Regions from separate parts of the Mus musculus genome. Here region 1 is linked to region 2. Evidence: chromatin contacts called from public Micro-C data. All regions are on one chromosome and are shown on one strand. The core of a region is the stretch at or near the end of the contact, and the rest is flanking DNA. Distances in the headings are between cores, read along the strand shown. Region 1 overlaps Ttll5 (tubulin tyrosine ligase-like family, member 5). Region 2 overlaps Ttll5 (tubulin tyrosine ligase-like family, member 5).

What was found. Hi-C and Micro-C count contacts between places; a contact is called where the count stands out from the background.
Region 1: a Micro-C map of trophoblast stem cells shows a contact between it and region 2, with 2.6 times the contacts expected there. The contact joins two enhancer-like sites. A contact is called at or near these places in 1 of 15 datasets of contacts at CTCF or cohesin (the NIH/3T3 cell line), 11 of 484 Hi-C or Micro-C datasets (the AML12 cell line, Th1 cells, beige adipocytes and 7 more), 1 of 115 datasets of contacts at active chromatin or transcription factors (effector CD8 T cells) and 4 of 9 other capture datasets (adipose tissue, embryonic stem cells, liver and 1 more).

What each region holds. Positions count from the first base shown.
Region 1 is chr12:85,944,692-85,951,221 of GRCm38.p6, reverse strand. All of the region lies in intron 28 of Ttll5 (tubulin tyrosine ligase-like family, member 5), which reads right to left. Among named protein-coding and RNA genes, the nearest start is that of Gm51989, 49 kb to the left of the region's middle. Within about 2 kb of position 3,856, at least 9 of the 459 cell types and tissues checked have an H3K27ac peak or open chromatin away from gene starts, as enhancers often do. A contact at or near this core is called in trophoblast stem cells, where this site is marked.
Region 2 is chr12:85,835,742-85,842,289 of GRCm38.p6, reverse strand. All of the region lies in intron 3 of Ttll5 (tubulin tyrosine ligase-like family, member 5), which reads right to left. Among named protein-coding and RNA genes, the nearest start is that of Ttll5, 14 kb to the right of the region's middle. Within about 2 kb of position 1,534, at least 31 of the 459 cell types and tissues checked have an H3K27ac peak or open chromatin away from gene starts, as enhancers often do. A contact at or near this core is called in trophoblast stem cells, where this site is marked.

The DNA of each region.
Region 1 (6,530 bases), core at 2,607-5,106, 110 kb before region 2:
GAGTCCACTTGCCTTGTAAGTTTGAAAAATCACTTTTCAGAGATGGTAGAGAACAAAAGGCAAGAACAAGAGAGGGAACACACACGGCTTCCTCTCCTCCATGCACAGACAGCAGACATGCCTTGGAGAGAGTGAGACAGAGAACAAGGGGGTCAAGGAAGAAGAGGAGACAATTCCAGGAGGGACATTCACGGTTCACTGTTACTTGGTGTTTAGGTGCTCAAACTTTAAAAGTATGCGGAAGATCCAAATGCTTACAAAACATCTCAGAACAAACTTCAGACAAGTCCAAGACTACTTGCTATATTTCTGCGATTAAAACCCATCAGGCCATTTACTAACTATGACTCCATCTCTGCCCTCTTCTGGCTGGTTAGCCAAGTGAACAATTGCCTGTGGGAAATCTGGCCACCAAATCCCACCTCCATCTGAGCCTTGGGGCCTGCTTGGCAGATGTTTCTCCCTTGCTCCTTCCCTCCTCCTCAGCTCCCACTCTTGCAGCAGCTAATCCAGATGTTCTATACCATTCCCTGCCTCACGGCCACTGCCACGGTGACCTCAGCCAGTTTCTCCTTTTAGTACCAAACACTATTTATTTTAGAGTCAGCCTTCCGAATAAGGCAGGTGAGCAAACATCTGAATGTGTGGGGTAAGGACACATTGCATGCATTCCATCTAGACAGGTGTTTAAATTACAGCAGGAATAATACAGGTGATGGATTGGGAAGAGGGTGGGAGAAACAGAGGAGGCGGCCAGTTTCCGGTGCCTGGCCTCCCAAGTGTTACTGCTTCTTACTGCTGTTTGCTAAAGGTGGCACAGATGCCAGTACTATAGTTAAAATACCTCGGAACTGCCCTGATGGATTCCCACAAAACAACCCCAGCCACTCAGATACATACTCTCACAGCATGCAAAAGGGCTGCTTGGGGACAGACCTAACTCCATCTCCCTGGCTGACGTTGCACACAGTCCTGCATGCTCAAAAGAACTTTATACCTCAAATAAAACTCAACAAAGAATCACTAGATTATCTATGAGAAGTGAGGCCATGGGAAGAATGGGAAGGGCCAAAGAGAAACATGGCTTCTGCCGACCCTCAAGCCACATAGGATTTGACCATTTAAAACTCCAGATAAAACAGTATTTGAGATCTCCAAAACATGGCAATACTAAGACAATTCAAATAAGGCCTACGTGCTGCCTAAGAAGAGGACAACAAAACGGAGAACAGCAGAGAAGCAGGAAGAAATGTCTGCGACACACATCTGACTTGGTGAAGGGCAGGGCGATGGAAGACAGCCAGAGACAGACAATACCTTGGGAAGAATCAACCTTGCTCTAGAGACAAAAGGAACCTTCTGGGAGCCCCACCCAAGCCACACTGTAAGAGAATTGTGCTGAGGGCAGGCAAACGGAGAGCTGTTTTCTGGGATGAGTTGAAAAGGTTAATGGTTACAGACAGTTACAGTAATTAAGTCCCTTGCACTCAGGCAGGCCTTGGAACTGGGTTTGTAATCTGACAAAGAAAGCTTTCAGAAGTCCATGTATCTACCGTTCATGTTTCCCAAAGTGATGGTGAGGCGAGATGGAGCTTCCTACCATTTAAAAAGGAAAGCTAAAGGGTGGCACACACCTTCGATCCCAGTACTCAGGAGGCAGAGGCAGACGGTTCTCTGTGAAGTGCAGGCCAGCCACCAGCCAGATCTACATGTCAAGTTCTAGGATGGTCAGGACTCCAATAGAGAGAGAGGTCACACTACCACCTACCCCCTGTCCCCCAAAGTAGTGAGTAGTGGAGTGGCAGATGCCACTAGAAGGCTAGCACGTATAAGGTTCCATATCACCTCTTCTGCACAGGCCACAGGGAGAGGCTGCTTTGGGGTTAGAGGAGAGCAAGCAGGGGCTGGAGTAAAAGCCGGGTGCCGCTCTGGCTGCTGCCTCACATCATTTTACAGAAGATGAATGCCTGCTCTCAAAGCTCAGGCAAAGCTCTCAGATGCTCGAAATAACAGCTTTGACACAGAGTTTTGTTCCCTCTCTGCATAATGACTATACTGCATGATTTCTCCTGCACTGAGACTCACTCAAAGGGCTAGAATCGTATTTGTGACTCTTGGTGACTAACTTCAGGTTCACCAGGCTGTCTGCACACTTCATGTACCTTAGGCTTTATCAGGATGGAGATGGAAATTCACCATCAAACATTTCGTCAGTAACAGTTTAACCCTGAGTAATGGTGGCACAGCATGCAGGAGTGGTATTCCCATCACCAGTCAATTGTACTATGGCATGCTCCTCAAAATCTTACATTTCTTCTCTAGGAAGATCTAGAGGGGTGCTGCAGAAAATGATTTCTTTTAATACACACAAATATTTACAGGCACCTACTCTGGGTTTGCCACTCTTGAACATGGAGGAAGGTGGATGAAAGTAACCCTTGCCTCTATAGAGATGACAGTCTAACACAGTCCTATTTTAATATGCATGAATGAACACATGAATAATAGTGAGAGATTTGAATTTGGACCAAATTATCAATAATAATTGATACATACTACCTCAAAGCTTTCAAGGTCTCTAAACTTGGAGGCCAAGTCTCCTTGGTATCCATGGATACCGAGAGGGAGCCTGTGTGGGATGCCTATGAACACTCTGGAACCGAACACAGGTGTTTCTATATGTACATTTTTTTTTTTCAGGAGAAAGCTACACCTTTCATTTGATTCTCAAAGGGATCACATGGACTGAAAAAAACATGGTTGTCTAGAGCCGTCTTCCCGCTGCCCTCAGAAATACCCCAGCGCCACTGGAGAACAGCGCTCTCTCTGCTGTGTTCACACAGACAGACCCATGAGACCATGGGTGAATCTGATGAGTGCTGTGGAGAGCTGAGTGGTCTGGAGCAGGACAACTGGTAGTGGCTTATTCCCCCTAACTTGCTTCATGTGTATTCGTACAACAAATGGCAATCCTTGAACATGACATATCACATCTGCTCCAGACTAGTTCAAGGAGAACACAGAGAAGCAGGCATGCACTTCTTAGAAGCTGCTTCCACTGGAAAAGAGTGGCGAACATAACAAGAGCCAGCCTTAAGCAGTTATACACTGAACACTCCTCCAAAGGCCTTCCATGAGTATCCATTAAACTATTAGCTACAATAAGCAATAAGCACATGTTGTAAGGCAGTTTAAGTTACTTTCTTAATTCCTGTATGCTGATAAAATGAACAAGTTAATATTCCAATCACAAAGAGATAAGGGTTATGATGTTAATCATATTATAAAGGGGGCTGAGAGGTGCAGGGAATTCTGAAGCACTCCTGTGTTAGTGCTGAAGGTTCCTGGCAACTGGCTCTCCCTCTCTTGAGCTTCACCAGCTACATAACACCCTTATACACCTATATTGCCAGGTCAAGATTCTAGGGATGCCACCCTGAGGAAATGGCCAAGTCTCTTTGTAGTATTTCCAATTTATGTATTCTGTTTTTGCAAACTGGTGTGTGCCACTGATAGCCCATAGGTAGACTTACACATATTGGCAAGGGATTAACAAGGCTGGATTCTCTCTCCTCCCCAACCAAAAAAAAAAAAAAAAAGCACTGAGCATCCCACAAAATAATCTGATTGATAAGGGCCTAATTCAATAAGTAGCCAATCACCTTGATGATATAAACCCTGCATGTGGGAAGAGAGAGCGCTTGTAACCATGAAAGCAGATATCTCTGGTATAGTCTGGTGTCTCTGCAGACTTAAGAAAAGGAGTAGTGATATGATAGTTCTGCAGTGGTGGTGCGCCAGAGCGGGCTGGTGTGATGCTCGGTCATTTCAGCCTAAGGAAAGAGCTACTTCCTGACTAAAAGAAGAGGCAGAGGCCACTAAGATGAGTCATGGGACAGTGACTTCCCATTGTGTGACATCAACAGAGCCACTTGTCCTACTGGCTTCTATTTCTTCACCATCATGAGCTTAAAAAAACAAAAACAACAACAACAAAAAAAAACCCAACAACCCAGGAAAAAGCACTTTCCTCAGTCTTAAAATGGAAGAGATAATGCACACAAAGTGTTGTTAACATACTGCCTAAGTAAGACAAGGTAGAAATGTGATGAATGTCGCTGCTATGGTATGCAGGGCAGGTGTGCTATAATCAATGAAAAAGAATGAAGAGCAACAGTGTTAGTGTTAAAGAGAATACAAAATTCAACAACATACAGAAATTCTTTTCCCTTTAGCAAGCACATGGTCTAGAAAGTACAAGGTCCCGCAGTAAGTGGTGGGTTAGAAAGAACTGCCATTATGTGGTTTACAGTCAAACAGGCAGGAGATGAAATGACTATCATCCACCTGCTTTAAACAGTGGCTAGCCAAGGGCTGAAGGCAGGAACACAATGGGAAGACTTCTGGCTGTGGTGGCAGGTGCTCTTCATCTATTTATTAACCACTATGTCCGGAATGCATACTTTAGAGGATACTTGGGTGGGAGAGTGGGTGGGTTTAAAAACTGCATAGTTTAATTTTCAAGGATCTTATAGTAGAGTGAAGGAGCACACTGAAGGACCAGGGATGTGGATCAGTAGTTGTGTTCTTGAGTAGCATCACACAACCCTGCATTCAATCTCCAACACTGGATGATGAAGATGATGACGACAACAACAATAATAAAGAGTAAGCACATTTATTAAATAAAGTTGTCCCTCCATATCCTTAAAGTATTAATCGTAGGGCCTCTTGAAGATACAAAAATCTACAAATGATCACTTTTCTTTTTTTTTAATTTATTAGGTATTTTCTTCATTTACATTTCCAATGCTATCCCAAAAGTCCCCCATACCCCCTCCCATGATCACGTTTCTTACGAAAAATATAATTACATTTGAATACAGCCTCTGTATATCCTCTCACAAAACCACCTACTGATAGATTACTTATATGACGTAAAGGCTATAACTTTGTTATACTTAGTTGTTTAGGGAAGAATGACCATGGGAAAAGGTCTGTACAAGGTCAGAAGAGATGCGGACTTTTTGGAAATTATTAATAAATTATAAATTTACAATCCTGGAGTCAGGTCTCAGGCATCACAGGACACTGAGACTTAAGGTGCTTACTGTCTGTTAAAAGACACAGATCGTCCACACACAACATGAAGAGGAAATCAGCCTAACAGCGAATGAGTGAGGTGGCATTCCTGCAGCCCTAGCAGATATACAGATCAGACGCGGTGACTAGGAATCATTTCTCCAGAGAAGATGGCATAAACTAAGGCATACTGACTGGTAGAAATCCTAGCTGAGCTAGGCAAAATCCTGTGTGCTGGAACAGAGACAGGTACTAGTACGTTGTAGCCAGACTTTCAGTCAGTTCATGGGTAGCATTACTAGTTTGGGTTTCATAAAGAGAAAGATTCTCTTTGAGCAAATACTAGGATCAGACATGTGATTTAACATAACAAGAGGTCTTTAAAGATGAGGAACAGCAGGAGGACACTGCCAGATCATTTAAAAGGTACCTGTAGCTGTCCACTTGGAAGATAATGAAGGCCTTTAGCAGAACAGTTGATGTAAGTTAAATAGACAAGGTACAGAGCAGGAACACTGGAGTTAGAATGAATAAGAGTCGGCAGCAACGTAGTGTAGAGAGAATGGAGACACAGATGCGGCTGATAAGCCAGATTCTACCCTCAGGTGGTTTCTCGGGTGTCAATGCCACTAACAGCAGAGACGACAGGAAGAAGGAAAACTAACAGCTTTGAGATGCACTGCACAGGAGTCTTTCTGTGTGCTTCTGAGATATGTTCAAATATTTGGGTGCTGGCCAGACAGTTAATGTCTAGCAGGCAGTGGGATATCTGGACCTTGCACTCAGCACAGAAATCTCACATAAAGCTGTGTGTAGGGGATTTATACCTTAGGGAAAGATTCACTGGAAGATAACCACAGCACGAAGGGGATAGAACCCAGGGCCACCTCCCATTCTTCACTCAGAACTACCACAGCATCTTGGCTGCTTGTAGCTCTTTGTGTAGGGCTGAGGCCTTGTGAGTGTTCCCCTTCTACGTCAGCATGTCTACTGGTGTCATCCTGGTTCAGCTTGTGTTTAGGAAGCCAAATTGGAAGACTTCATCGGTGCTATCTTATGACATTTCCAGGCAACAAAATCATACAAAACCTCTTCGTGTTCCTCTGGCTCTTCCCCTCTGCGCTCTGCCCTGTCTTCTGCAATGATGCCTAAGCTTTAGATGCAGGAGTTGAGCTGTAGATCTATCAGTCGAGACTGGGTCCCACAACTCTGCATTAGGATAGGTTGTGGTTTTCTGTAATGGTCTCTGCATGTTGATGAGGAATTAAAAACTACACTGATCTGTGGTATAGGGACAAATATTTAGTATGTAGTTAGGATTATGCTGGTTTAGTAAAGTGGTAGTTATAGGTCCTCTTCCAAGATCCATGACTTCACTAGCCCTACAGTTGGCTAGGTTTCCAGTTGCGAGCATGACATCCCTCTTGTTAAGCAGGTCTTAAGTCCAA
Region 2 (6,548 bases), core at 285-2,784:
CTCCCAAGTGTTGAAATTACAGGCCCAAGCCTGAACACCTGGCTCCAGATCCGTGTTTTTGAAGGCCTGTATCCTGAACAACTGTGAGTGAGTGCAACGCAGACATCTGCAAGTGCATAGCTCAATGCTCAGCCGCATCATCAAAGACAACTATGTTTCTGATGAATTTATACCGAAGGCTTCATAAACCCCAGCTGTACCCACAGACACATTTGAGCCACTGGAAGTCTTGGTGTGTACTCTGCAAACTGAATCACAAAGATGGGCATGGACAAGTCAGACTTTTTCTAAAGCCCGGCTCAGGCTTTTCCCAGCAGCCCCCAACCATTACGTTTTCTTTATAGTATTGTTGAAGTTAAAAACAGGGCAGAGTCCTACGTGTTTGTTCCAAAGTAGAGCAGAATGTCAAGTGCAGTGTTCAGACTGTAAGCAAGGAGGCGGGACGCTTCCTGCTAGACCCCATAAGACAGAAATGTTCAAAATTAACTGGAAACATGTCACAACGAGCTTGAGTGGGCCCCCAAAGGACAAGTTTGAGCCAGTCTAGCATAAAAGTGAGAAAGCAGCGGGGTAGATTATAATTACAAAAGAAACAGAAATCCGAATGCACAAGAGAGGTGGTGTGCCAGTTGGCTTTTGCTGCTGTAACAAGCAAGCTCGGCAGCTTAAACCCAAATCTGCAGCCTCCTTGGCAACACAGACCCCACTCGTCTAAAGCAAGGCTGTGATCACCAGGCTCTGCCCCTTCTAGGAACTCCAGGTAGGATCTGGGCCCTTCACTTTTCCAGCGTCCAATGGCCACCTCCCCTCAGTGCTTTGTGGCTTATGCTCCCTCTCTGACTTCCAAAGGCAACAACGGCAGGTCTAGTCTTTTTTCACCTTGGATCACTCTGGCCAGGTTGGCTTCTTGTTCCATGTTAAGGAACCCTTTGGTTGCAGTAGACTTGACACTCTGGGATAATCCGGGGTAATCTTCTTACTTGAAGGTCGACCAATTAACCACTTTAATTCCCCTTTACCATAAAAGGTTTATATCCATAGGCTGCAGAGATTAAGATACACCGGGGGCCTACCGTAACCACTCTCTGCTCCCTAAACATTAACACTCCTCTTTATTGGGTAATAAATTCAACCCTTCCCAACATCCCTGTCAACTCAACCCAACGTCTAAAACTGTCGTTCAAATGTATCGGCTAGATAGCCCCTAATTTCATCATCTAAATCATAAATCGGTATGATTCACCTTGGGGCAAAACTGCTCTCTATCAGTGAACCTTCAACAAATGATTTGCTCCCCAAATACAATGAACAGAACTCCAGCTACATGGAGATTGGTTCACGCTGGGAGAGACTTTAAGGAGGAAAAAGAAGTCACGGCATGGGTTCATAGATTCGAAACCTGGCAAATTGAAGTTCCATTTGTGGCCAGGTCTTGGAGCCAGGCTCCGTGACTCACAGGTCTGCCCTGGGCCTGAGGCTCCACCTTGGGAGTAATCCTTCACCTGAGTAGCTGTGTCATCCGGTCCCCTGCCTGGGGCATGTGGTGTTCTCACAGAGCTTCCCCTTCCCCTAAGGCTGTCCCACTCAGACTAAACTGGCAGTGTATTTGCTGGTAAAACATTCTAAAGAATCCTGCAGGTCCCTCAGACGTGGCCTCACTCACTCAAGGGGCTCTTCCAGAGAACCATCCCTGGCGATCTTCTGTCACAGCGCTCCATGCCACTGGCTTGTAACCATCCTTTGCCACCCTGAGCCCACAGCAGGCCTAGTCCTTCCCACTGCCTGCCATTCCCACTCCTCCCTCTCCCTCCAAGGACCTCCTGGCTGTCTCCTTATCTTCTGGGTTGATCGGGAGCCTAAATTCCACCTATACCCTCACTCCCCTTTGAATACACCACAGTGACAGGTTATGGGAATGAGGAGCTGGTCATCTTTGGGGGACTATTTATCTGCCCACCACAAACAGGAAATCTAGCTAATGACTGTAGAAAGTGCAGCGGTGTAGCTCGCAGTTGGTAGACCACTAGCAAGTATGAAGCCCTGGGTAGATTCCCCAGCACTACACAAATGGGTATGGTATGGTGGTGCACATTCGTAATCCCAGCACCTGGGATACAGGCAGGAGGATCAGAAGCCCAAGGTCATCGGCTCCATATCAAATTCAAGGTCAGTCTGGGGTAAGCTTGCCTCAAAAAAAAAAAAAAAAAAATTAAATTAAATTAAATGGAATGAGGGCAGCAAGCATCCCACTACTTCTCCAACAGCTCAGGGACAGAGAGACAGTAACAAGGCCAAAGACTCACACCACACAGACAATGACTAACTACACACCCATCTGCTAGGCCACTCCTTTATCTTGTCATAAAGATGTTTATGACAGATTTAGGAAAGTGAACAAAAATTTAGATCCTTTAATTATCACAACTACTGTCACTCACAGCTCCACTCCTGCACGTGCAAAAGCCAAGCAAGCCTGCCAGGTATCTCGGGCCTGGAACCCCAACACACAAAAGATGAGGGCAAGAAGACGCTTAAGTTCAAAGCCTGTCTGAGGGACAAAGCGAGACCTTATTCAACAAAAGCTAAAAATAAATTTTCAAATTTAAAAACAGTAAGAGCCAAAGCGTTATCAAACATAGCTCCCTCTGGAGGCATGAACGGTGCCCACCTCTGTGCGAGCCTCAGCACCATGCCACCGGGAAGGACCAGCAGGGTGCGGGGAAAATGGGAGCCGGCTTACTTGAGGATGACAGAAAGAGAAATAAGAGGATGGTGCCACAGCACAACCGCCAGGGCTATATCACTTCCTGCCCACAATCTTTCATGAATTATGTGGTTTCTCTAGCCTCTACTCCCCCCCCCCCCCTGTAAAATGGAGTTGACAATAACATTAGTTTTGTTTTTTGGTTTTTCGAGACAGGGTTTTGCTGTATAGCCCTGGCTGTCCTGGAACTCACTCTGTAGACCAGGCTGGCCTCGAACTCAGAAATCCGCCTCCCTCTGCCTCCCAAGTGCTGGGATTAAAGACGTGCGCCACCACGCCCGGCGACAATAACATTAGTTACCTTACAGTACAGTTGCAAATGCTACCTGAAGCTGTAGAACAGCTGCTACATAGTAAAAGTTATTTTGATATAGTTAAAAAAGCTAGTATATAGCAGAATAAAGACTATATATTTTTAATACTTGTTATCATACATAGTAAATCATATATCTGATATAGCAAACAAATTGAGTGAGAGAGTGGGGGGGGGAGCATGCATGTGCATGTGAGAGCAGGTGTGAGTGCCCAGAGGCCAGAGGTTAATGTCAGGTGTCTTGCTCTGTTACTTTCCACAGTCGTCCATCGAGACAGGGTCTCTCACAAGACCTGGAGCTCGGCTCACAGCCAAGAAGCCCTAATAATTCGTATGCCCCACACAGTGTTGGGGTTTAAAGAGCACACAACCATGCCCAAGTTTTGTGTGACTGCTGAGGATACAAACTCATGCTTGTAAGCATTTTTAACCCCTAAGCCATCTCCCCAGAGTCCACTTAGGGGGGGCCCTAAGGACCAGATCCAGCCTAAAGACATACTCTTTGACCTTTGGTTTTAAAAGTGAATTAGAAATTAGCTTAGAGAACTGAAAACAACACATACAAATCTAGCCTCTCAAAAACCTTTGTATGTTGATGTAATGGGGCCATCACAGTTAGATGTTATTTCTAAGTGGGCCTAGCATTTAAGTTAGTGGACTGAATAAAGCAAACCACCATCTCCTATGGGGGTGGGCACCGTTCATTCCACGGAAGGCTTAATGAAAGGAGTGGAAGCACTATTCTCCTTCTCTGCCCGCTTCTTCCCTCAGATACACTTAAGCTAGAGTTGTAATGCAAACTGAACCTATCCAACTGCCCAAGAAGAACCATATATTCATGAGAACAAGAGGGAGGACCTGATCCTTGGCTGTTAGCACACTGCCAATCTCCTGCTTCTCAACCTGTGCAGTAACTTCACATCAACTCTACACAGGACAGAATTTTCTTCTTCTGTAAATGCTCAAATGTACCCCAGCAAGCAACCTGAAATGGTAGGACCCCCAAACTTCCAAGACTGGCTGCAACAGAGCAGACAAAAACAAGGAACCAACTGATAGCACAGAGGTACCCTAGACAACAGAGACATCCCTAAGGGAGTTAGAAAAATAGCATGAGGCAGACCTGGAGAGACTGCTCAATGATTAGGAACACTGACTGCTCCTGGACAGGATTCGGGACTGGTTCCCAACACTCACACAGTAGCTAAAAACAGCTTGTAACTCAGATTCCAGGGGACTAGTGCCTGCCCTCTTCTGGCCTACACCGGCACTTCACACATATGGTACACTCACATACAGCCAAAAACACTCAAACATAAAATTAAAAAATAAAAAATAGCATGAGGCTGTGACTGGTATTACACACCTAATATCCCAGCATGTGGGAGGCTGAGGCAGGAGGATGTAGAATTTGAGAAAAGCCCAGGCTACATCTACATATACTGTGTCAAGAAACAAAGTATGCCAACAAAACAGTAGCACGGGAACCTAGAATGAAGATATACGTGATACATGTGCAAATGGACAATGTACAAATGAATTGAACAGAGCCAGGAGAGAGCTTAGCCAACTGAATTCAATCACAGGGGTCAACTCCTGAAAGTTATCCTCTGATCATGCATGTGTGCACACACATTCTCACTATATAGGCAGAAATAAGCACTTTAAGATACCAATATAAACTCTTCCATGATTCATGGTGTAGTAATATTTACTATCAGAAAATTTGTTCCACACCCAAATTCGGGAGGACAGTATTCACCAACCACAGCTGACTGATGAGTACTTGACACGGGACCACAATAACACAGGGCCAGATGTTTTATTTTACCTCACTTGAATTGATTACATTTAAATTTTTAAGATGGAATACTTAATAAACTAGTATGTCGGCACAAGTCTGAACACGCAGCACCGAGGAAGTAGAGCTGGGGAGCACAAGGTCAGAGTCATGCGTTGGCCACGTCCAGGTCAGCATGGGCTCAACAAACAAACTTAGCTAATAAACTGAATGCTTGATCAGCTTTAGAAGTCAGGGGCTGGGGTGCAGCCCATGGTACAGAGCACTATCTGTATGTAGAAGGCCCTGGGGCTCAATCCCCAGCAACTAAATATAAAAACAAAACAGACAAGAGGATGGAAAGTTCCAGAGCAGCCCATGTGGCATAGTGAGGCCCTGTCACAACAAATATTAGAAAACACCTTTGAGGGGCTGGAGATATGGCTCAGAGGTTAAGAGCACTGACTGCTCTTTCAGAGTCCTAGCAACCACAAGGCAGCTCACAGCTATCTGCAACTCGGGTTCCAGAGGATCTGACACCCTCAGGCAGACATGTAGGCAGAATACCAGTGCACATAAAAATAAAAACTTAAAAACAAAAATCTTTGAAACAACTCCATGAATTTACTTTTTCAACTACAATGTTCATGAAGTCTAAACTGAGATACACAGTAACTGTAAAACGCATACTCAATATAAAAATATTATGAGTTCCTTTATATTGAGTAAATGTAAAAATTATATTAGAATTATTGAGTTAAATATAACACATTATAAAAGCTAAATTCACCTTTCCAACTTAAAACCGCACATGTATCTTGCATTACTTCCAATGCTAGTCTATGAAAATATAAATTTACTGAATGGACACTTTAGGTAGATTATAAAATGATGCTCATCCTATGATATATTTACTGTCATTTGGAAATACCTGTGTTACCACTAAAAAACACATCCTATTTACATGTGAAAGTGTACAACCAGGAAGGGGCTTGACTATGAAAGGAACAGCCATGTTCCTGGAGTATTTCCCAAATAAAGCACAGAAATCATACTAACCCAAACCCTTCAAAGCCAACTCAAGAAACCGTCAGCAGATAAGCACAACTATGAAACAGCACACGGACACTACAGGATCCGCAGGACGGAGCTAGTGCCCCAGACAATTCCTCAGAGGGATTTAACTACCTAAGATCTGAACAGAGACACCACATGTCCTACTACTTTAAAGAAGCAAAAATATTACAGATTGATTGTGTTTAATAATTCAGAAAACCAAGTCTGATGATGGTGCACACCTCTAATCCCAGCACTTGAAAGACAGAGGTAGGTAGATCTCTGTGAGTTTGAGGACAGTATGGTCTACAGAATGAGTTTCAGGACAGCCAGGGATACAGAGAAACTCTGTTTCAAAAACCCAAACAAACAAAAATAATAAGAATTATTCAGGAATCCAAAGCATACTTAGCAAAAGTCATTTACATTAAAAGTGAAAAAAATTTAACCTAAAGGAATTTAGAGAAATAAAGAACAAACTTTATAATATATAGTTGAAACAAATTTAATAGCTTTTTCCTTTTTTTTTTCCAGACAGGTCTTGCTATGAAGTCCTGTTCTCCAACTGAAAATCCTCCTGCCTTAACCTCCATCCTCTAGTCACAGATATGAATCATTAGTGCAGTAATCTATGG